Regions from separate parts of the Sus scrofa genome. Here regions 1, 2, 4 and 5 are each linked to region 3. Evidence: chromatin contacts called from public Hi-C data. All regions are on one chromosome and are shown on one strand. Each heading gives the region's core, a stretch centred on a gene start, on an enhancer-like site or on the middle of the called end of the contact. The rest is flanking DNA. Distances are from core to core; before and after follow the strand shown. Region 1 holds the start of ZNF22 (zinc finger protein 22). Region 2 holds the start of MARCH8 (E3 ubiquitin-protein ligase MARCH8). Region 3 overlaps ALOX5 (arachidonate 5-lipoxygenase). Region 4 holds the start of ZFAND4 (zinc finger AN1-type containing 4). Region 5 has its middle 24 kb from the start of ZNF22.

The links. Hi-C and Micro-C count contacts between places; a contact is called where the count stands out from the background.
Region 1: a Hi-C map of omental adipose tissue shows a contact between it and region 3, with 1.9 times the contacts expected there. The contact joins the promoter of ZNF22 here to the enhancer-like site in region 3. A contact is called at or near these places in 22 of 47 Hi-C or Micro-C datasets (adipocytes, alveolar macrophages, blood and 13 more) and 2 of 2 datasets of contacts at active chromatin or transcription factors (alveolar macrophages and skeletal muscle).
Region 2: a Hi-C map of liver shows a contact between it and region 3, with 4 times the contacts expected there. The contact joins the promoter of MARCH8 here to the enhancer-like site in region 3. A contact is called at or near these places in 1 of 5 promoter capture datasets (liver), 10 of 47 Hi-C or Micro-C datasets (alveolar macrophages, embryonic fibroblasts, fetal heart ventricle and 4 more) and 2 of 2 datasets of contacts at active chromatin or transcription factors (alveolar macrophages and skeletal muscle).
Region 4: a contact with region 3 is called in a Hi-C map of liver, with 4 times the contacts expected there. The contact joins the promoter of ZFAND4 here to the enhancer-like site in region 3. A contact is called at or near these places in 1 of 5 promoter capture datasets (liver), 13 of 47 Hi-C or Micro-C datasets (embryonic fibroblasts, epiblast stem cells, fetal heart ventricle and 6 more) and 1 of 2 datasets of contacts at active chromatin or transcription factors (skeletal muscle).
Region 5: a Hi-C map of fetal liver shows a contact between it and region 3, with 1.8 times the contacts expected there. The contact joins two enhancer-like sites. A contact is called at or near these places in 11 of 47 Hi-C or Micro-C datasets (adipocytes, brain, embryonic fibroblasts and 8 more) and 2 of 2 datasets of contacts at active chromatin or transcription factors (alveolar macrophages and skeletal muscle).

Annotation. Positions count from the first base shown.
Region 1 is chr14:91,094,796-91,098,886 of Sscrofa11.1, reverse strand. It overlaps ZNF22 (zinc finger protein 22), which reads left to right and starts at 1,999. Exons shown (of 2, transcript XM_003483520.4): 1 at 1,999-2,087.
Region 2 is chr14:90,722,869-90,726,999 of Sscrofa11.1, reverse strand. MARCH8 (E3 ubiquitin-protein ligase MARCH8) reads right to left here and starts at 1,450. Exons shown (of 7, transcript XM_005671227.3): 1 at 801-1,450.
Region 3 is chr14:90,864,978-90,868,975 of Sscrofa11.1, reverse strand. ALOX5 (arachidonate 5-lipoxygenase) reads left to right here. Exons shown (of 15, transcript XM_021072736.1): 7 at 1,036-1,182; 8 at 3,762-3,965. Among named protein-coding and RNA genes, the nearest start is that of ALOX5, 40 kb to the left of the region's middle. Within about 2 kb of position 1,790, at least 62 of the 83 cell types and tissues checked have an H3K27ac peak or open chromatin away from gene starts, as enhancers often do. A contact at or near this core is called in alveolar macrophages, epiblast stem cells, fetal liver and 6 more, where this site is marked.
Region 4 is chr14:90,641,983-90,646,222 of Sscrofa11.1, reverse strand. ZFAND4 (zinc finger AN1-type containing 4) reads right to left here and starts at 2,687. Exons shown (of 10, transcript NM_001302672.1): 1 at 2,556-2,687.
Region 5 is chr14:91,070,737-91,075,032 of Sscrofa11.1, reverse strand. No RefSeq gene overlaps it. Among named protein-coding and RNA genes, the nearest start is that of ZNF22, 24 kb to the left of the region's middle. Within about 2 kb of position 2,597, at least 1 of the 83 cell types and tissues checked has an H3K27ac peak or open chromatin away from gene starts, as enhancers often do. A contact at or near this core is called in fetal liver, where this site is marked.

The sequences.
Region 1 (4,091 bases), core at 750-3,249, 230 kb before region 3:
TCCCAACTTTTATTTCTTCCTTTTTAAAGTTCACCTTACTTTATCCAATTCTGCACCTCTCTAATCTACACATCTCTGGGCCTTCTGCAGCTGGCCCAGTTGTTTTCAGGTGCAGGTAGAAAGGATAATCCACCTTTATGGGAACATGAAGTTAGATTTAATTAGTGACTCTCTTACTAATAAAATAAATAAATTTTATAAACTAGTAAAATAAGTTTTTCTTATTACTTTAATGTACATAGAGTGAACAGTCCCAGCAGGTAATTTTTGTTTTAGAAACTCTTCCTAAACTGTCTTTGGCCATTCTCCCCTACACTCCCTCCTCCAGCCACCAGCATCAACCACTCGTAATAATAATTTAATAATAAAATAACAATGCCTCTTATTTATTATATGTTAGGCATTGTGTGAAGTGCCTGGCATTATCTATTTTAATTTTTACAACAGTCCAGCTATCATCTAGATTATTGAATTGACATGCCTTGTCTGGGCCTTAGTCAGTTTCAATGCTTTGCCATCTGCAGAGCAGAAAGCTCTAGCTGAGAGCTGAACCTCTAATCTAGTCCGACCTCTGCCATCAACTCTCTGTGTTACTTCAGGCAAGTTTCCCTCAGCCTCATTTTACTGTAAGGCAGATATGAAGGTCCTCCGTGCTTCATGAAACTCTAGTAAAGATGAATGACCAGAAAATAGATGTAAAAGCACTTCCTAAATAATGAGCATCTTACAAATTCATTCATTCAACAGATACTTGTGAGTGCCTGCTACCTTCTGAGCACTGATACAACAAGGAACAAGAGATGGCTTTGTGTACCCCTGTGAGGGCATGGGCTTTGCTCTAATAACATGGGAAGCCTTTGGAAGATTTTGAACAAAATGAATGACAAGATTTGACTTGAGTTTTAGGAGGATCACTCTGGGGCTGTGAGTAGACATAGAGAGACCAGTGAGAAAGCCAATGCAACAATCCAGACAGGTCATAACAGGAGCTTGGTGGAGGTTATAGCAGTGGAGATGCTGAAAGTGGCTCTATTCTGGATATATTTGGAAGACAGTACCAACAGAATTACAGATGGCTTGGATTTGGATTTGGGGTGAAAAGAGAAACAATGACATCAATATTTTTGACTTGAGTAACTGAAAAGATGGAGTCACCATCAACTGCTGGGTTGAAGACTGTTGAATGAACAGGTTAGGTGAATATCAGAAGTTCATCTGGGGCTTTGTTAGGTTTGGATGTTCATCACACATGCAAAAGACACCGAGTAATCAACTCGATATATAAGTCTAGAGTTCAACAGTATTTGCATCCCAAGGTTTGACTGGAGTTACCAGTTTGGGAGTCTTCAGCATATACAGATGGTATCTGAAGCCATTAGATTTGGAGTTCTGCAGGTGGAAGGAGGACACAGATCAGGTGAACTTGCACAGGTTGGTAGAGGTGGTTGGCTGTAACAGAACAGAATCAGGAGACATCATTACTAAAGAGAAACAAGGCAGTGTGTTGAAAATCATGAGACTCTGGAGCCAAAAAGACGGGTACAGATCTTTGGCCATCAACTTACATAGTGTGAACGTGAGGCGATTTCTACTCTAAGCCTTGGCCTCCCTAACTGTAAAATGAGTACTCTCGTTCCTATCTTGTAGGGGTTTTTTTGGTAAGAATTAAATAATTGGCTCATGAAAAATATCAGAAATAGTTTAGGCTCTCCAGAAGTACCTCTATGTAATTAATAAGTGCTCCACATTTGTCGAAAGAATGGAGCCTCGGGGTCAGACCGGCTGGTGTTGCCTTTCAAAACCTTGACCACACGGGCTGCCACTCCCCCACCCTGTGGGTCGCTCCTCCATCACAAAGGGAGAAGACCACAAGTCTTGCGGTCCTGAGGGCCACAGGACGCCTTCCGAGGGGAAAACAAAATGGCAAAAAGAAAAGGGTTTCTTTTTTCCGGTGGGCCAGGCACCATAGAGGGTCGATCCGCCAAGTTCCTAGAGCGACCGCGAGGCACAGACAAACGGCGCGCTCGCACTTCCGGTGGCGCGAGGGACGCCGGGCGGGCGAGCGAGGGCCGCGGACGGCAGGCGCGGTGAGTGGCCCTGGGGTGCGCGGGCAGGTGCTCCGAGGCACCAGAGGCGCAAGCTGGGCGCGGCAGGGCGGCGCTCACCCGCCAACGGTGTGGCGAGCGCGGCTTTGGCCTCCGCTCCCGGGATGCCGCAAGGGCTCCGCGCGGCCCGCGGGGCGGAGGGAGTGGGGCGGGCCCGGCCTTGGAGAGGCGGTAGTTGGAGGCCTTAACTGTAGCCCCGGCGATTGGCGGGAGGAGGACAGGCCCGGGCTCCTGGCCGTAGTCCTTACGCCATCCATCAGGCGCCTGTCAGGATTAAACTTTGAACAAACGCTTGGGTAGCACAAGGCTTTTGTGAGAGCCTTGCAGATATTGACTCACTTAAACTTACAACGCCCTGATAATGTAGGGGTTTTATGGTCATCCCCATTTTATGTACTAGAAAGCAAGCACATTGCAGTTAGGCGTGTTCGCTTGGCTAACAGCCCGTGTACTGATATTCACCGTAATACCCGCATCTACTATGGAATTACACTGAAGACCGGTCAGAGGGCTGGACTTCACGTTGGGAATTAAGACTGCAGGTCATTCTGCTGCTAAAAGTACAAGCTCTGGGCTCAAGCTGCTAGGGTGTGGGAACCTGGCCAGAGTATGCCTGCCTTTCCTTAGCAGTACAACGAAGATAATACCATAAACCTACTCCGTGAATTAAGTAAGATGGCATAGGGAATTCCCTGGTGGCTTAGCGATTACGGTTTCGGCTTTGTCACCGCTGTGGCTAGGTTTGATTCCTGGCCCAGGAACTTCCGCATGGCCGGGGCCAGGCCAGAAAAAAAAGATAATAGTGACTGGCACACAGCTATCTGTTAGTGTGATTTCCTCATCTGCAGTGTTCCAGATGTGTTAGTCTCTGAGTTTCCGACCGGAACTGATTTATATAGTATTTAAAAATCAATGTGTTTTTTTCAGTATGTACTTATCATTATAGCTGTTTTCGAATACCAATATCATGTACCTAACAGATATCTCTTTGTCATAGATGTCCTATAAATATTTACTAAAGTTAAGAAATGAGTACTGTTCTCTCTGTATTTTTGTGTAGTAGGCAGTTTGTTCTAATACCTGCCTTAATTACTGCAGATATAATTGTTAAATATCCAGTTAAAGTCTTAGCGCTGTCAGGCCTGGAGTCTCAATTTTACAGTAAGGTGAAGGAAAGGCAATAACAGTGATGTAATTTTTGTTTTCAATTATTTGCTTTATAAGCTTGTATGCAGAGACCCTGGGTAATTATTCCCATTTTACAGTCTACTTTCTGGCACAAAATGTGGAAAGTAATTCCAATAATTGTATTACCTTTGCAGTCCTAGGTTCTCCTACATTGTCACCTGTTTGGAGTTTGTGTTTGTTTTGTTTATGGCCATTATTTTAAATAACCTTATGTTAGTAAATGAAATTAATTATTTGAAATTTTAAATTTTTTGCAGCATTTGGGAATTTTTTAAATCCCATCCTAGTTTTACATATAAACTTATTTCTTCTCCTTTTCTTGTGTTCTGCATATCACCTTTTATTCTGTCCTCATAATACTATCAAGGTAAAAGTTTTTTTGAAATTTTTCTTTCTCCAGGAAAAAAAAATTCTTTGGTTCACATTTTCAAAGAACTGTCCTCTTTCTTGGATCATTGTAATCTAGAAGAAATAATAATGAAACATCTCTTCACTAATGTTTTCCTCATCCAGTATATATTAAATATATATATGTTTTCTCATCCATTCTTTATAGAATAGTTCCTACATTCAGGACAGTTTATGCTGCAGAGTTAGGACTAAGTTGTTTCTCTATAGTGAAAGTAGAATGGCTAAACAAATAAGAATAAAGAGAAATATTTAACAAAGCATGATTTGTCATTTCTTTCTACTTTGGACACCTTAATTAGTCACTAGTAAGTGAGTATAAGTCTAACATGGGAATAAATATTAAAACATAATGATAATCTATTACCCAAATTTTGGTTGGCCTTCTTT
Region 2 (4,131 bases), core at 201-2,700, 140 kb after region 3:
CTACCAAACCTAGATCTCTCACAATCCAAAAATACTCTTGCTCCAGGGTTTCAAAATCTGTAATATGTTCACATTAGTCCATGACTCTAACGATTTTAGTTCATATACTTTCCCATCTTTCCTAACTTTCAGAGGAAGCGCCCTAATGGATTCAGTTAGTCTCAAATAAAAGTCTTGCAAAAAGTCTTCCATTCCCATTCTGTGCCTGAGCCGCCAAACCAGCAGTCATGAGGTCTCACTTCGGCAAAATAAACTTACTTCCCTGGGACTAGGATGCAAGAAAAGAGGGAAAGAGTAAGGTCTCTCTAGGAAATTCTGGGGCCTTATTCCAGTATATATGCTTAATATACTACATGACATACAGTCAGACGGATAGAAAAATAATAACGGAAAAATTATAGAAAACTTCACATACACAAAGGATTCATCTCCCGGATCCCATCAAATTAACAAATACACAAAACATTCACTAGTTAACAGCACTTTCCAACCTGTGATCTCTGGGGTCCCTCAGGGGTAAGTACGAGCGGAGAAGGGGTGAGGAAGACAGGCAGATACAGGTTTTGGTTTTATCTTTTTGACAGATTTGGGCTTCTAATTAAGGTTTTGGCAAGAAGGTTCCGTTGTATTGTTTAAAGCCTTGGGGGCGGGTGGGGGGAGGGACAATAACATAAACCATTATGACTTTCTCTAAGTTTTCCATTAACAACTTCACCCCAATGAACAAGAATCCCAATCGTGTCAGCGGAAACACTGAAAGACAGACAGAAACTGAGCAATTAAAAAGTCAAAATATCTACCTATGCTTTCGCTCTGGCAGCTTCCCATGTATGCAAGTCTCTCTCAAGATCACACACGTCAGAAGGGGAAGGTCCTCACAAATCACCTAGTCCAGACTTTCATTTTTCAAATGTGGAAACTCAGGCCGAGGGGAGGGCTGACTAGCCCAAGATCTCACAGCCCCTCCGGTGCAGGACTTCAACTGGGATTCCACGCTGGCAGCTCCCGGCCCTCAGCGCCCGAGGGCTCCTGCGGCTCCGGCTCGGCCTGGCCCAAGGGCAACCTTAGAGAGCCGGGGCGGAAGAACCCACGGCCCGGGGTCGCTATCGCTTTTCTGCCGCGGAAGGCAGTGCGGAGCCCGGGTCTGGGCAGCTGCCCTGATGGGCCCACCTGTCGCAGAAGGCACAGCCGGCAGCCACACCCCCTGCCGTGGCCGGGGGCTCGGCCGGCCTCCTTAGCGGCGGGCAGCGATTGCAGCGCGCCGCACCGGGAAAGCAGAACTGGAGGCCGCAGGAGTTACCTCAGGTGGGCTTTGAGCTCGCTGCGGGGTCGCCCCCGCCCGCCTGAAGCATGCGGGAGATGCGGACGCAGCAAGGCTGCAGCTGGGCCACCGCGACGCCTGTTTACACCCCTCCGCGGGAGGACGCCGACTGGCCCGTCACGTGATGCATACGTCACGAGCTCGGCCCGGGGAGGGCGGAGGCGTTGCTCGGCGACGATGGCGCTCCAGGGGCGGCGCTGATAGCAGCGGCTGGCTCCCTCTGTGCTCCGGCTTCGCAGTCTACGGTGCGAAGGTGACAACCTTGTCGCCCTGACCAACCTGAAGGAGGAGGAACGACTCCCGCCACCCTGGCCTCGTCCTTTAGTGACCCCTGAGCCGGACTGCCTGTTATTATTCGTGTTTTGGAAGGGGGAGGGAATTCGGTCTGGCTTATCTTGTTGAACTTGGAGAAAAAAATGGAAAATACTTCCTTTTTCAAAGCTTGCAGAGGAAGGGAGAGCCTTAAGAACACATTTGTTTGCGTCTGCTAAGATAGAGTGAAGGTCCACAGCCTACCTCTCCCAGCCCCCATCAAAGAAAGCGTGTGAGGAAAGCTTATGAAACTTACAATTTTTACTTTAAACTATATTTTAATTTTCATGATTAGCCTTTGTATGTGTAAATACAAACATATCTAAATAAATATTTGATTTGGCATTCAGCTTTTGTCCACATCAAACATTCCTGATTATGGCTCTCACTTTGTTTGTAGCAACTATTTCTACCAAGTCCAGTTTTCCTAGATCGAACTTTACCGACAATTTCTCCCATAATATTCATCATGAACTGCGTAAAAGATGAGTAGTTTGTATTATTTTTTACTAAATTCGTGAATGAATTGTGAGCAAATACCTTCAAATATTCCAGAATTGTTCTGTTGTCCAGGTGTGATCTATTTCATAAGCATGTTCCTCCATACAATTGTGATCACTTTGCATACTTACCTATTTGTAAACAAATTGACAAGGTCAAAACAGTGGACTCAAAATATCCTCCAGGAGAGTTCCCTGGTGGTCTAGTGATTGGGATGTTGCACTTTTACCCTTGCAGCCAGAGATCCCACATCAAGCTGCTGCAGGTAACAGCCAAGAAAAAAAATCCTCAAGGTCAATAGGACAAGGTCAAACATCATTTTCATTTCTTGAACACACCTAGAATGCAGCCCTGCAAAGAGTACAAAATATAGTGCTGAATCTTGTGCATATTCATCTTTTCTATGGAAAATAGGTTATAAGGCCTGTTTGACCTTTTCTTACTGCCTCTGGGAACAGATAGTTCATGAAGGCAGGAACGGTATCTTCCATTGGTACACTTTTATGCCTAGGAAGCATGTCTGGGAAGCAAAATAGATGGTTGATCTATGGACGTGGAATACTGCCATTCTATAGGAAGTGGCCAAGAACCTTTTGTAAATCCAGAGGGATCATAAGTTAGGCTGTACTCAGAAGCAATGCTAGGATGAGCCCTGTCTCACTCATTATTGTATAGACAATTTACTTAACACTTCTGAGCCTCTTTCTCCACCATCTATAATATCTACTGAACAGTTTTGAAGAGGAAATGAAATAATGCTTGCATAACACTTTGAAGTGCCCAACACAGTACAATAAGCAACTGGATAGAATACACTGGAATTCCAAGGGAACATACAAAGATATAAATTGGTCAGTGGATTAAAGCCACAGGATTGAATGAGATCACACAGAATATAACTTTCATTCATACTTTCTGACATCAACCCAGGATACAAAATATGTTTTCCATACTGACCAAATAAGTATATGTATATAATTAAAAGTTTCAAGAAGCAAATTTTCCCTTTCTCTTCTACCTTATTCTGTTCCATTTTTAAAAACTTCTGCAGTGGTTAACGAATCCGACTAGGAACCATGAGGTTGCGGGTTCGGTCCCTGCCCTTGCTCAGTGGGTTAACGATCCGGCGTTGCCGTGAGCTGTGGTGTAGGTTGCAGACGCGGCTCGGATCCCGCGTTGCTGTGGCTCTGGCGTAGGCCGGTGGCTACAGCTCCGATTGGACCCCTAGCCTGGGAACCTCCATATGCCGCAGGAGCGGCCCAAAGAAATAGCAAAAAAAAAAAAAAAAAAACTTCTGCTCCTAGTTCATTTTTTTTTTTTTTTTTGACTGTATAATGGTGTAGCCTACAGTTTGAATGTCACTGACCTGGGAGATGAATTGCATAATTGCTGGTGGGATAAAAAAGGAGAGAGATCCAGAGGCTGGTCATGTGGCACTTGAGAGATTAGAAGCTCAGTAGAGGAAACTTAGGAGCAGCCAGAAGTAAGAGGAGAAACAAAACACAGGAGTCCTAAAGGCTAAGTGAAGAAAATGTTTCAGGGAGAAGGAAAGGCCTAAGTTCGTCATAGGTACTGAGAAGTTGAATAAAATGAGAATTGACGTTTGGATTTGGCAATTTGGAGATCATCGAGAGCTTGAGAACATGACCACGTGGTGGGGTAACAAGCCTGATTTTAGAGATAATAAATGGGGACAGCAAGTCGGTGTATTTCTTTTTTGCCATGAAGAGGAACAGGGGCATAGGACAACAGCAGGCAAGAGATGTGGGCATTAAGGTTTCTGTTTAAATATGTATAGGATAATAGAAATGGTTCAGTGATGAGGAAAGATCGATTTCAAAGAGAGTGACAACTGTAGAGAGAAAATCCTCATTCCCTGGAGGGATCATCTGTGGGTAAGTGAACATTGGGCGTGAGCTGGCAAGTACAAAAGCTTGGTAGACTTTCTGCTTGATGCATGTGGAATTTCTTTTCCAATTGTTCATAGTTTAATAAAA
Region 3 (3,998 bases), core at 541-3,040:
ATGAGGTTGTGGGTTCGGTCCCTGCCCTTGCTCAGTGGGTTAACGATCCGGCGTTGCCGTGAACTGTGGTGTAGGTTGCAGATGCCGCTCGGATCCCGCGTTGCTGTGCCTCTGGCGTAGGCCGGTGGCTACAGCTCCGATTCGACCCCTAGCCTGGGAACCTCTATATGCCGCAGGAGCGGCCCAAGAAATAGCAACAACAACAACAACAAAAAAAACAAAAAAAACACAAAAGGCTTTAGAAGAAGCACCTCTTGTCCCCTCCATGAACTCTTTCAGCTGTGGCCTGAGCAGACCCAGCCCTGTGAAAGGAGCCCTCATGACGCTCAGGTTAGGCTCCATCAAGGGACTCAAGTGTAGACTGGGAAAGGCTGCTTTCTACCTCCCCCAAATCCCAGGCACGTTTCTAGTTTATGTTGAAGTATATTTATAGAAAAGGGCACAAATCAGGATCAGGAGTGGCAGTAAATTCAGTGAATTTATACCAAGTGACTTTGTCATGCCACCAGCCTCAGACCAAGACACAGAACACACCACTCTGACAGTAGCCCCCCAACCCCTGCAGGTTCCCTCTTGCCCTTGTAAACATCCCTCACCCCTGAAGATCCACCTCTAAAGACCTCCCTTGGCCCTGAAGACCCCCTCCTGACCCTGTGGACACCTGCCCCTGTAGGCCCCACCCCTGCAGAACTTCCTACCTTCAAACCTGCTTATCTATTTCATCTAAACTCTGTGTTCTTTCTTCTTACACTATCATTCTGGGTAGTCTTTCAACATCTTTCATGAGGGTCAGGCAGACAGCAGGTTCAGCACTTGCGAAAGTGGCCACTTCCGTTCGTTCACCTTACTGAACCCCACCACCACCACCAACTTTGGAAACTGATATCCATCAGCTGTTGAGTCAGAGGATAGAGAACGCTAAGTTCTGAACTCCAGGGCCTGCAGAGCGGTCCGTCCCTCCCTCTGGGCCTGAATCTTGGGTCGTCCATCTCTGGCTGAAACCGATTTGGACCTATTTCTTCCTGCCTCCTGCAGCAAGGGAACATTTTCATCGTGGACTTTGAGCTGCTGGATGGCATTGATGCCAATAAAACAGACCCCTGCACTCTGCAGTTCCTGGCCGCGCCGGTCTGCTTGCTGTACAAGAATCTGGCCAATAAGATTGTTCCCATCGCCATCCAGGTAGGCTGCCCAACCCTGTTCTCTTGCAGGGCGGCTCCACCCTCCGCAGCCAGGGGTAGGGGGGATTTCCTGGGTGGAGAGAATCTAGGGCTTTCTGGTGTTCCGACTGTGGCGCAATGGCGTCTGAGGAGCTCTGGAGCTCTGGAACGCAGGTTGGATCCCCGGCATGGCACAGTGGGTTCAAGATGCGGTGTTGCCGCAACTGCCATGTAGACCGAAACCGTGGCTTGGATCTGATCCCTGTCCCAGTAACTCCATATGCCCCGGGGCAGCCAAAAAAGAGGAAAAAAAAAAAAAATTGACCACAAATAGGGTTTATTTCTGGCCTCTCAATACTGTTCTGTTGGTCTAAACCACTCTGAGCCTCAATTTCTCCCCAATGTGAAAAGGGAATGGCAAGGAATACCTGCTTTGCCGGGCCATAGTTAGGACTGAGATAGCACAAGTACAGCCCCTAGCAGGCAGCAGCAGGTCTCCTCCTCCGTGAAGCACGCACCAGAGCATAGTAGGCGTCCCACCTGCTGCGCAAGCAGTGTGGGTGGGGCCAGGCTGTCGGAGCAAAACAGCAAAGAGCAAACACTGGGAGGGGCGGAGCTGTGCATGGTGGAAACAGAAAGAGGAAGGGCGGGACAATAAGAGGGGAATGACACGGGCGGGGCGGGACAGTAGGAGGGGCAGCAATGGGGGAAGGGCTTGGGGGATGGGCACTAGGGGAGGGCCGTTGGGAGGGGCGGGGACAGTGAGACTTTAAAACGGGCTGGAGTGGTTTCAGTGCTCACAGAACTTTATAATTTTACGAGAAAACCTGTTAATCCAAATTTTTATGAGAAATGATTGATATTTAAAGATTGACAGCCAATTGCATTCGTAAACAAACAAGAATATTGCGTAGGTCAGACTTCGCTCTTCTCCATGCGCTGCTCTGTCCTGGGTAAGCTCGAGCAGGCAGGAGCGGTCTGACCAGAGCCACTCTGTCCAGTGTGGGAGCTGGGGCCACCCATGGCTCTGGAGACCTTGAAATGTGGTTAGTCCCAACCAAGGTCTCTGTGAGTGCAAAGTACACGTCCGAATTTTGAAGACAGAATGAGAAAAAAAGAATGTCAAATATCCCATTAATAATTTTTTTATTTCCATGTTGAAATGAGATATTGGGTAGATTACAACTACGTTATTAACATAAAGTTCACCTGTATCTTTTTACTTCTATTACGGTGGCTGTAACTGAGCAGGACCCTATGGGACCTTCCTGAGACAGATTCCCCGCCCCCCCCCCCCGCCCCGTCCTCCGCCTCGTAAAACTGTGCTTGAGTTTACTAGCATATTAACATGTAAATAATGAGAAGCGTCCAGGTAAGAGCCTCCCGGGTCTCTCTGCTCCAGGTGAACACTGGGGGGCGCGCTGCTCAGCAGCGCGCACAGCGAGGGCCCCTGGCGACCGCATTTGGCAGCTCCGGGTCCGGCCACCAGCCGGCGTCCGCCGCGCCCCGGTGAGATCCGAAGCCGAGAGCGCGAGGGCTGCGCTGCTGCTCTGCGGCCCCCCTCGAGCCCGTGCTGGCTGGGGCGCTTTTTACCCCCACGGTGCTTCTTGCGAGTGGGCCAGCCCTTCCTGGCACTGGCGGCCCCAGAAGCGAGCCGCCTGGCAGCACCCACAAGTGCTGAACTCCCAGAGCTTCTTCTCAGTCATCGCATCTTTCAGAGAAGGACACGATGCTGTGAGGTTGCGAGGCTGTGTGGGGCGCTGGGGGAGAGCCCCAGGAATGCAAGAGGCTGTTGTCATGGGCAAAGCTAGGGACCAGGGACTGGTGGCCAGGGAGGGTCAAACATGAGGTACATCAGAGGACAGATTACGGAGTTTGGGCACCTATTTTCTGGCATTAAGAGGTGACTGGTTTTTAAAGAAGGGATTGACCTGACATGATTTGCATTTTAGAAAGAAAAATCACCTTGGCCTCAGTGTAGAGTTGAACTGGGAAAGGGGAGGACAAGCCAGCCTCTACTATGGAGGCACCTGGCTGCAGGTCTGGGCTGGAGGACAGTGACCTGGGACACTGCGTCATGCCAACCCCAGAGTCCTAGGAACAGGAGGAGCTAACCAAGGGCAAGAAGGGAATTCGGGAGCACCAAGACAGAGCCTGGGGAACAGCAGCATTTTGGGGGAGAGCAGAGGAAGGCAAAGTTGGGAGACCCAAAAGCAGCAGCAGAGAATTGGGTGGAAGCAGCAAGGAGGGGCAGAGACCAGGATCAGATGGAGGACCTGCCTCAGCACCCCCTTCACACATGGCCTCCTTGCTGACACCTTCGTGCCGTTTCATTCAATCCCCCTATAACTGTGAGGTAAGGAAACACTGTCCCCTTATTACAGATGGTGAACTCAGAGCTCAGAAAGGCTAAGCTGTCCAGGGTTCCACAGCTGATGCAGCTGGGATAGGAAATACCAATGCTGGGCCGCTGCCCTCCCCCACAATCCTCTTGTGATTCAAAGGTCACTGTTTAAGACATGTGGATTCTCCTGGAATTTCCTGAGAGGTCAGTCTCTCCCACAAAATACTGCGATGTGTTTTCTTTCTCCAATGCATCAGCTCAACCAGGTCCCAGGAGATGAGAACCCTATTTTCCTCCCTTCGGATGCAAAGTATGACTGGCTTCTGGCCAAAATCTGGGTCCGCTCCAGTGACTTCCACGTCCACCAGACCATCACTCACCTTCTGCGCACACATCTGGTGTCTGAGGTTTTTGGTATCGCCATGTACCGCCAGCTGCCTGCTGTGCACCCCATTTTCAAGGTACGGCAAGCTACTGCCTCACCTCGTTGTAGA
Region 4 (4,240 bases), core at 1,438-3,937, 220 kb after region 3:
ATGTTTAGTTATGCTACTAAAGTTGGTTTGGAAGAATGTTGGTTTCCCAATGGAACCATTTTATCATTCACTCCAAACTCCACCAAAGTTTACCGACTCATGACATACATGTACAGAGATCTTGGCTATGGTTAATTTTTATAACACTAATTGGAAGTATAATTAATTAAGTAGGGACCCTGAATTTCATTATGCGTCCTGAAGAGACGGCATCACAGGAAGAAAAGCTGTTACTGGCAGCACAGCTGCTCTGAGTGTTGTCATACTTTTTATCAAAATAATGATAACAAGGAGTTCCCATTGTGGCACAGCAGAAATGAATCCAACTAGTAACCATGAGGTTGTGGGTTCGAATCCAGCTAGCAACCATGAGGTTGTGGGTTCGATCGCTGGCCTTGCTCAGTGGGTTAAGGATCAGGTGTTGCCATGAACTGTGGTGTAGGTCACAGATGTGGCTCGGTTCCCACGTTGCTGTGGCTGCAGCGTAGGCCAGCAGCTGTAGCTCCGATTTGACCCCTAGCCTGGGAACCTCCATATGCCATGGGTGTGGTCCCTTATGAAGCAAAAAAATTTTTTAATTATAATGATAACAAATATAATAACAAAGTAATGTGCTAACAGTTTTTCTAGTGATAGTGGTAAAAACCGTACTTTTAAGTGAAAGACAAATAAGTGCTGTATTGCTCAGGGTTTGTTTCTTAGATCTTTTTTTTTTGGCTGTGCCCACACATATGAAAGTCCCAGGCCAGGGATCAAACCCATGCCACAGCAGCAACCCAAGCCACTACAGTGACAGAGCCAGATCCTTAACCCTCTGCTCCACAAAGGAACTACCCTTATATCTTTAATACATTGAAATACCTGTAGGAATAATGACTGTATGAAGTTAACCCTTAACTCCTTTTTCAATCATACTGAAATGACTGATTTTATAATATGGTTTTGGATAACATGTGGATTTTTAAGAACATACTTATCATGCTATAGTAAATAAGAATGTATTACAGAATTATCAATGTCTGGAATCCCTTAAAGGCAGCAGCATTCCAATCCACACAGTAAAAGATCTATGTGGATTCCAATTCCCGTAGTAAGAGGTCTGGGGTCAGGAATGCTGAAGTGAACGTTACAGAAATAAAGGCCTGGGTGATCAGTTCTGCCCAAGGAATTTAGAGACAGAAGTTATAAGTAGCACTTCTTTTACCTCAGTACTTTTCCATAGCAATACCCTGAACATTATAAACAAGTAGTGGCAGAAGGTAACATAAAGACAGATTTGCAAGTCCTTCATCAGTAATGAGAATGGATAAAGTAATCATGGGCTAAAAGAAAAAATAGCACAGCACCAATTGCAATGTAACATTCACCATAAATTTGGGCCCTAATTAATTGAGTAATTTCCAATATCCAAAAAGAAGCAAAACTGAAATGAATGCCTCTAGGAAATAATTATACCTCTCAGCAGGAGAAATTACTGTAACAGAGGACAAAAATAAAGATTTGAATTTTGATTAACCCATACTAGAGGACTAGATGATGGCAGAGAAGCAAATGGAAGTTCCATCAGATCAAAGACCTAGCCAGTATTAAAAATGGGGTCCATGGACAACTTCTGAAAGCTGTGTGTGATCAGTCTTGACTGAGCACATTATGGAACTCTATGATGTTGAAAAACAAGGGGCAATGAAGACTCAAAAACAGGATGGGAAATGATAGAAGGACAGCGAAAAACTAGAAGAGGAAGAGAAAAGGGAGAAGGCAGAGAAAAAAGTGCCTGCAGAATTTTTACCAATAATTAAAAAAAAAAAAACACTAAAAGTAATGCCATCAAATACATTTCTAAATCAATTCCCCAAACATTTCTCTTATCTCTTCTGAAAAAGTTCTTAAAACACAACCACCAAAGATGAAAGGGAAGTTAAAGGCAGGTAACGCAATAATAGTGCTGAATCAGTAATTTCAATAACTTGGAATCAGCTTTATCCTCCATCCTAAAGAATATTAGCCATATACGAGGAGTTCTTATAAACTCTCCCCCCAACATAGAGTTATAGCATGTTATGCAGCCCTTAAAAACACTATCTTTTAATGAACTGTTTTTTATTAATGTCTGGAAATATCCCTAAGTTTTAAGTACAAGTTTCAGAACTATATCCACTACATCATGCATCTATACCCTAAACTGTGAAATCAATTTTCTACTGGGCCTGGGAAATCCTTCGGAGCCAACGCCTCCTCGAGCCTTCAATGTACAGACACTTGTAGAGGACGGAGTCACCTGCGCAGCCCGTGCTCCTCCAGGATAAACTCCAGCTACCCAGACGCAAGGGCCTGATCTGGAGGGCAGCGCTCAGGCTTCACGTCAGAAGCAGCGACTTGGAGAGCAGCACCTGCCGGGCGGGGCGGGGCACCCCGCGTCGCGCTCGTTGAGGGATCGAAAGTGGAGGCTGAAGGAGACCCGCCGCGCAGCTCTCGGGCAGCCGCGGCGGAGGGGGCACGGCCTGGAGGCTGGCGACGACAGCGCGGCCCTCCCCATCCCGCCCGCTTGCCCTCACCTGCTCTCGTCCACTCACTCGCCAGCCCGCAAGCCCATAGAGAGGTGCGGCCCCCGCGAGCTATGCCGCGGCGGGCACACACCAGCAACGCTTCGCAGCCGCGCCCCCGCCTCTTTGTGACACCACGTACCAATCGCTCGCTGGCGCTTACGTCACCCTCCAATCAGCAGGGGCGGGGGCGGGGCCCTGCTGCCCGACGCCGGCGGTTGCTCGGGAGCCGGGGCTCCCTCGGGGTTCGGTGGTGGTTGTCGGTTAGGAGAGGCCCGGATGTTAATCCTTTATTACCAGCAGTGGCCACCTAACTAGGGCCGGAGCGGGCGGGCTGGAGAACGGTAGCCCCGGCTTCTGGGAACGGTGGAGTTGGCCTCTGGCCGGAGGAGGTGTGGACAGTACTTTCTTCCCTGCGACCAACCTAAGGCGCTCGACTGGAGGTGCTTGACGTGCTGGGGGATAGTCCCAGTCGATGGTCTTTTCAGAGCCAGTGCACTTCTGGTGCAGTCCGGGCCGGCCAGCTTTAAACAGAGCACCCTTCCTGCGCTTCACTGTCCCCTAACGTTTGTGGCCTCGCCTACCTCATCTGAAATATGAGGCCGTTGCCATGCCTGGTTGAAAGAAGAGCGAGAGCAAACAAGCTCTAGGTCTTACTCATTTATTCCTCATCCATTTGAAATTGAGTGGGTACCTCAGGCTGTTAAATCCCAGCGTCAGGTATGCCCAGCCACCTGTTTGGGGTTTTTTTTTTGGGGGGGGGTTGTTTTTTGGGTTTGTTTGGTTTTTTTGGCTCCAGTTTCCAAGCTGTTCAACTTGGGTGTAACAAACACATAACACAAACCTTCCAGCCTGATAAGGAGCCTCGCTGCTTCTCTTTCTCTTCATTTCCCATGGGTATTCTAAATCCAAACCTTAAGGATTTTCCAACTCTGTTGTCCTACAATTTTACTAGGTGGATTACTCATCTGACCATGAACAGGAATCTCCCTGTCACTGCAGTTTTACTCATTTTTGTGACTTCAAGGAACCAATCTAGAATGAACCCCAGTACCTTATATCCATCGTTCTATCCTTTTCTGACTCTCCTCAGAGATTCCACCTACCAATTTTATCTCCACAATTCAACTAACTATTGAGCATAATCTGGGGCTTATGAGACCCTGGGTTTTCACTCAACTTCAGGCTCTCTCATCACTGGTTCCTTCTTAAACTGTAATACTGAATAGATGGAGTCCCCTGAGAACAGAGATATGACTATTATCATTGTATACTAAGCTCAAAAACAGTGCCTGTGATGAAGGAATCTTACTGAATTAAAGCCTTAATTTCTAAACCTGCCTCCCCTCTCAGGGAAAACTAAGAGGATGAGCTTTGGAGTCAAGGAGATGAGCTTAAAACCTTGGGTAGCTCTGTTACCTTGGTCCAAATCATTCATTCTCATCATCATCATGTGCCACTTTTCAAATGCCAGATAGTTAACAAGGATCTCTGCATATTCTCTTCATAATCCTGCAAGGGATTTTACTAAAACCCCTACTTGACAAAGGAGGAAATAAAAACTAAGAAAGGTAAAACAATTTGCCTACACTCTAAGTAGGAGAACCAGATTTAAATCTAGGTCTCATTACAAAAATCCAAACTTATTCCACTATTCCACTCTCCTTCCAGATTTTAGCGTTATCTGTGAAATTCCT
Region 5 (4,296 bases), core at 1,348-3,847, 210 kb before region 3:
TTATTTTTTCTACCACAGGCTGCAGCATCATACATGGAAGCAAAAGTTTCTAGGTGTTTTTTTAAATATTGAAATTAAAAATGAGTTCATATCTTTCTAGTTGCAGAAACATTAGATACTATATTTGAGTGCTATCAGTGGCCATGTTTAACACTGCTCAGAGTAATTTCACAATAGGAAACAATGAAGCTAATACACAAATAGATATATGTATGAGATAGGGAGAAAATGTCCTGATTGCATTTGAGGTCTTTATTTCAATTTTTCCTGGGACCTGTTCTTCCCCTTTTTACATTTGAATATTAATTTATTTCTTGTATTTGTGAATTAATAATTTTTTTCTCATAAGCTATCTTTTGGTTGAGTGTGTGTCATTTTAAAATCAATCACCCTGATTAATACAAAGTTCTGCAGTTGTAACACATTTGCTTCCTTCCAACCTCATTCACTCCTTTCCCACAGAGGTGTGGGCTGGGGATGACCTGTTATTGGTGAATTTTGAAGGAAAAACTGAGCAAGTGTGTCCCAATCCCCTTCTTTCCCCTTCTTAGAAGCGAGGTGCGCCACAGTTCTCTATTTCTCTAGCAGCAAGTTGTGCCCCCAACTTCAAAGCAGTGCATTAGAGAGCCCATTTGTCTGCACCCTGACCAGTACTGAATAATAATGCACGACTGAAACTTTGCCATTGCATAGAAAACATCTGGATCTTGCTCTTTATTTTTTAATTTTTAAAAAATTTTTAATCATTTTTATATTTTTTTTCTACTATACATCATGGTGACCCAGTTACACATACATGTATACATTCTTTTTTCTCATATTACGTGTTCTATCATAAGTGACTAGACATAGTTCCCAGTGCTACACAGCAGGATACCATTGCTGATCCATACCAAAGGCAACATTCTGCATCTATTTACCCAAGCTCCCAGTCCCTCCTACTCCCTCCCCTTCCTCCTTGGCAACCACAAGTCTGTTCTCCAAGTCCATGATTTTCTTTTCTGAGGAAAGCTTCCTTTGTGCCATATATTAGATTCTAGACATAAGTAATATCATATGGTATTTGTCTTTCTTTTTCGGACTTACTTCACTCAGGATGAGAGTCTCTAGTTCCATCCATGTGGCTGCAAATGGCATTATTTTGTTCTTTTTTTATGGCCGAGTAGTATTCCATTGTGTATATATACCACATCTTCCTAATCCATTCATCTGTTGATGTACATTTAGGTTTTCTCCATGTCTTGGCTATTGTGAACAGTGCTGCAATGCTCTTTTAAATGATTTAGAATGAGTTGGATTTTTCACATGTATATTATCACTTGAAATTCTTCCTTTGTTATCTTTGACCATATTTTTTTTTTTACTACTTATATTTTACTTATGGACTTGGATGATCTTTTTATATGTTAATAATATTAATTCTTTCATATTAGTCTTTATATAGTCTCACATAGTTTTCATATACAGAGGTTAAAATTTTTGTATAGTTAAACCTATTATCTCACTATTTACTTCTCCTTCTTCACTTTGTGCTTAAGTTATTTGCCATGAAGAGATAAGTTACTGTGTAATAACCTATATGGAAAAATAATCTGAAAAGGAATGGATGTATGTATAGGTACAACTGGTTTGCTTTATTGTACACCTGAAACTGACACAACTTTGTAAGTCAACTACACTCTAATAAAATTTATTTTTTTTAAGAAGAGATAAGTTAAATAGTCACATTTTTCTGTGGTTTCATTGTTCATATTTATCTCTTTAATTCAACTAGAATTTATTTTGTGCTGTGTTGTGAACTGAGTAACCATCTTTGTAAATACATCAAACACTAACACTTTTTGTCAAGCTATATTTACTATAAATTCACTAAATATCTAGAGTTTGTTTGGAGTCTACTTTTCTGTTCTATTAAACTATAAAAATTTTATTTGGAAACCTTAGCCAGATGATAAAGCCCATACCAGCTTTCAAAAGCACAGCCTTTATTTCAAAGATAAAGGGAATAAATATATGTTGGGCTTCTCTGTGGTTTCAAGCCACTTCACACGAGAGAGTTTTAGAAGCTAAGTCACTTGTGATACACACATGACAAGTGGTAGAGAGGTGTCCTTGTTGTCCTAATCCACGTTCACTGCATCTTTCTCTATACAGACATAGGATCTCATAAAATTAACTTCAGTTGAGTTCTATTTACCTCACCTCATCACACTAACGTCAGGACATTTTCTCTATCTTTTATTCTTTTTAAAGGGTCATGACTTCTTAGTAGCCAGAGAGGTGGTGGAGAGAGATGGGAAGTGGGCTAAGAGAAATAAATGTTAGGTGAGGGTTGAAGAGGAAATCCCTTTAAGCACCACTCATCTCCAGTTAATCAACAATGAGAATTCTAATCCTGTGGACCAGGCTTTTGCATCATTAGTACAAAGGCATATGAGTCCCCAAGCAAGCAGTCTCCTGGGGCCTCCAATTCTCCTTGCATGCACTCACTCCAGCCTGTAGACTTTTCTCTTAGTTATAATAATTCCCTTGGAACTCATCTGTCTCTGATCTACTAGGGAACGTTTAACAAAGTCTCCTAGAGTTATCTATGGCCAGAAGTGGCCCCTGAAAACTTGCCCAGAGCCTCAAAGCTCCCTGGAAGCACTCACTCGGAGACCTGCTTCTGTGAGATAACAAAGTCCGCAGAGACAGGCAAATAATGACCAGACCCCAGGATCCCTGAAGACATGGCCAGGGTTCAGTCTCTGCCTCCAACATCCAGAGCTTCTTTTTGCCCTTACCCACACTTTCTAAAAGTAATTAATACTCAAGAGAAACGTCAACAGACTACTGAGCCAGAGTTCCAGGAGGTAGTCCTCAGGGTGTCTCTATTCTGGTCTGAGGAAGCACAGGCTTCTCTCCTAGACTATCGTATTTGTCTCTGCCATTTCCCTTGCTGCTTCTGCTGAGTGCTGTGCTGTGAGAAACAGCAAGTGCAAAGGATGATGTGTGAGGAATTGGAGTAGGAAAGCTGAGGTCCTGTTTTGGAAATCTCACAGTGTTTCTGCATTGCTATGTGTTTTAATATTCATAACTAATTTAAAAAATACATTTCCTATTTCTATAAGCTTTCATCCCTACAATGGCCGCAAGAAGTACACATCATGATCAACAACTTACTAGTGTGGAGTCTGTCCAGGATACAAATCTTTGCACGTAGGTTCTCATGCACTGGGCTTTAAGTTCTGTACAATGATATCCTAGGTGTGATTGTTGCATCATGTTCTAAATGTCACTGGGTACTGTCAGGTTCCATTCCATGAAATCCGTTAAGGTTGTAGCAATTCACACACCCACAGCTGAGGAGTGGGGCCTTTTCCTAATATCCTTTGCTTGAGCTTACTGTTTAATTCTCTTAAGTGTTCACCAATATGATAAAATATTATTTCACTATTATTTATTATTTTACTTTACATTTTTTTTGATCACCAGTGTACTTCACATGCACATTCCCTCTTCTGAGAACTACCCCTTTATATTTTTTGTTGATTTTTCTGTTGGATTGTCTTTCTCTTAGGAGTGATCTGCATACTAAGGATACTAACCTTTATCTCTTAAGTATGATATAAATATTTTCTTCCAGTCTCCCAATCTATCATTGTATATATGTAATACTTTCAAAATTGTTAACCCTTCCTCTGTGGGAAATAACTTTATCAACTAGAGTATACCACTGTGTAGTTTCTTTAGCTTTTAGTATCACATATTTCATTCATATCAAAATTTCTTAGGTCAGCAACTTTTTCCCTTCAGTGAAGTTTCTACATACATTGTATATAGTTAGTTCTTTAGTCGTATTCTCCATCCTATTCTGGGATACCCTGACCTCCTAGTGATTTTTAACTTGCCTATATCAACATTTATTCTTTATGCTCTAAAGTTCTATTGGATTGACATATGCATGTCATGTACCTGCCCTTACCATATCATACAAAATGGTTTTTCCATGCTAAGAAATCCTCTGAGCTTTACTTAGTAAACTAATTCCTCCCATTTGTCCCCTGAACTCCTTGCAATCACTGATCTATTTATAATATTTATAGCTTTGTCTTATTTAGAATGGCATAAATTAGGAATCATACAATATGTAGCCTTTTCAGATGAGTTTCTTTAACTAAGTAATATGCACTTAAGATTTATCCATGTATTTTCATGGCTTGATAGCTCACTTTTTATTCTTGAGTAGTGCACTGAATGGCTGTACCACAGTTTGTTTATACATTCGTGTATGTGAGGACATCTTGGTTGCTTTTA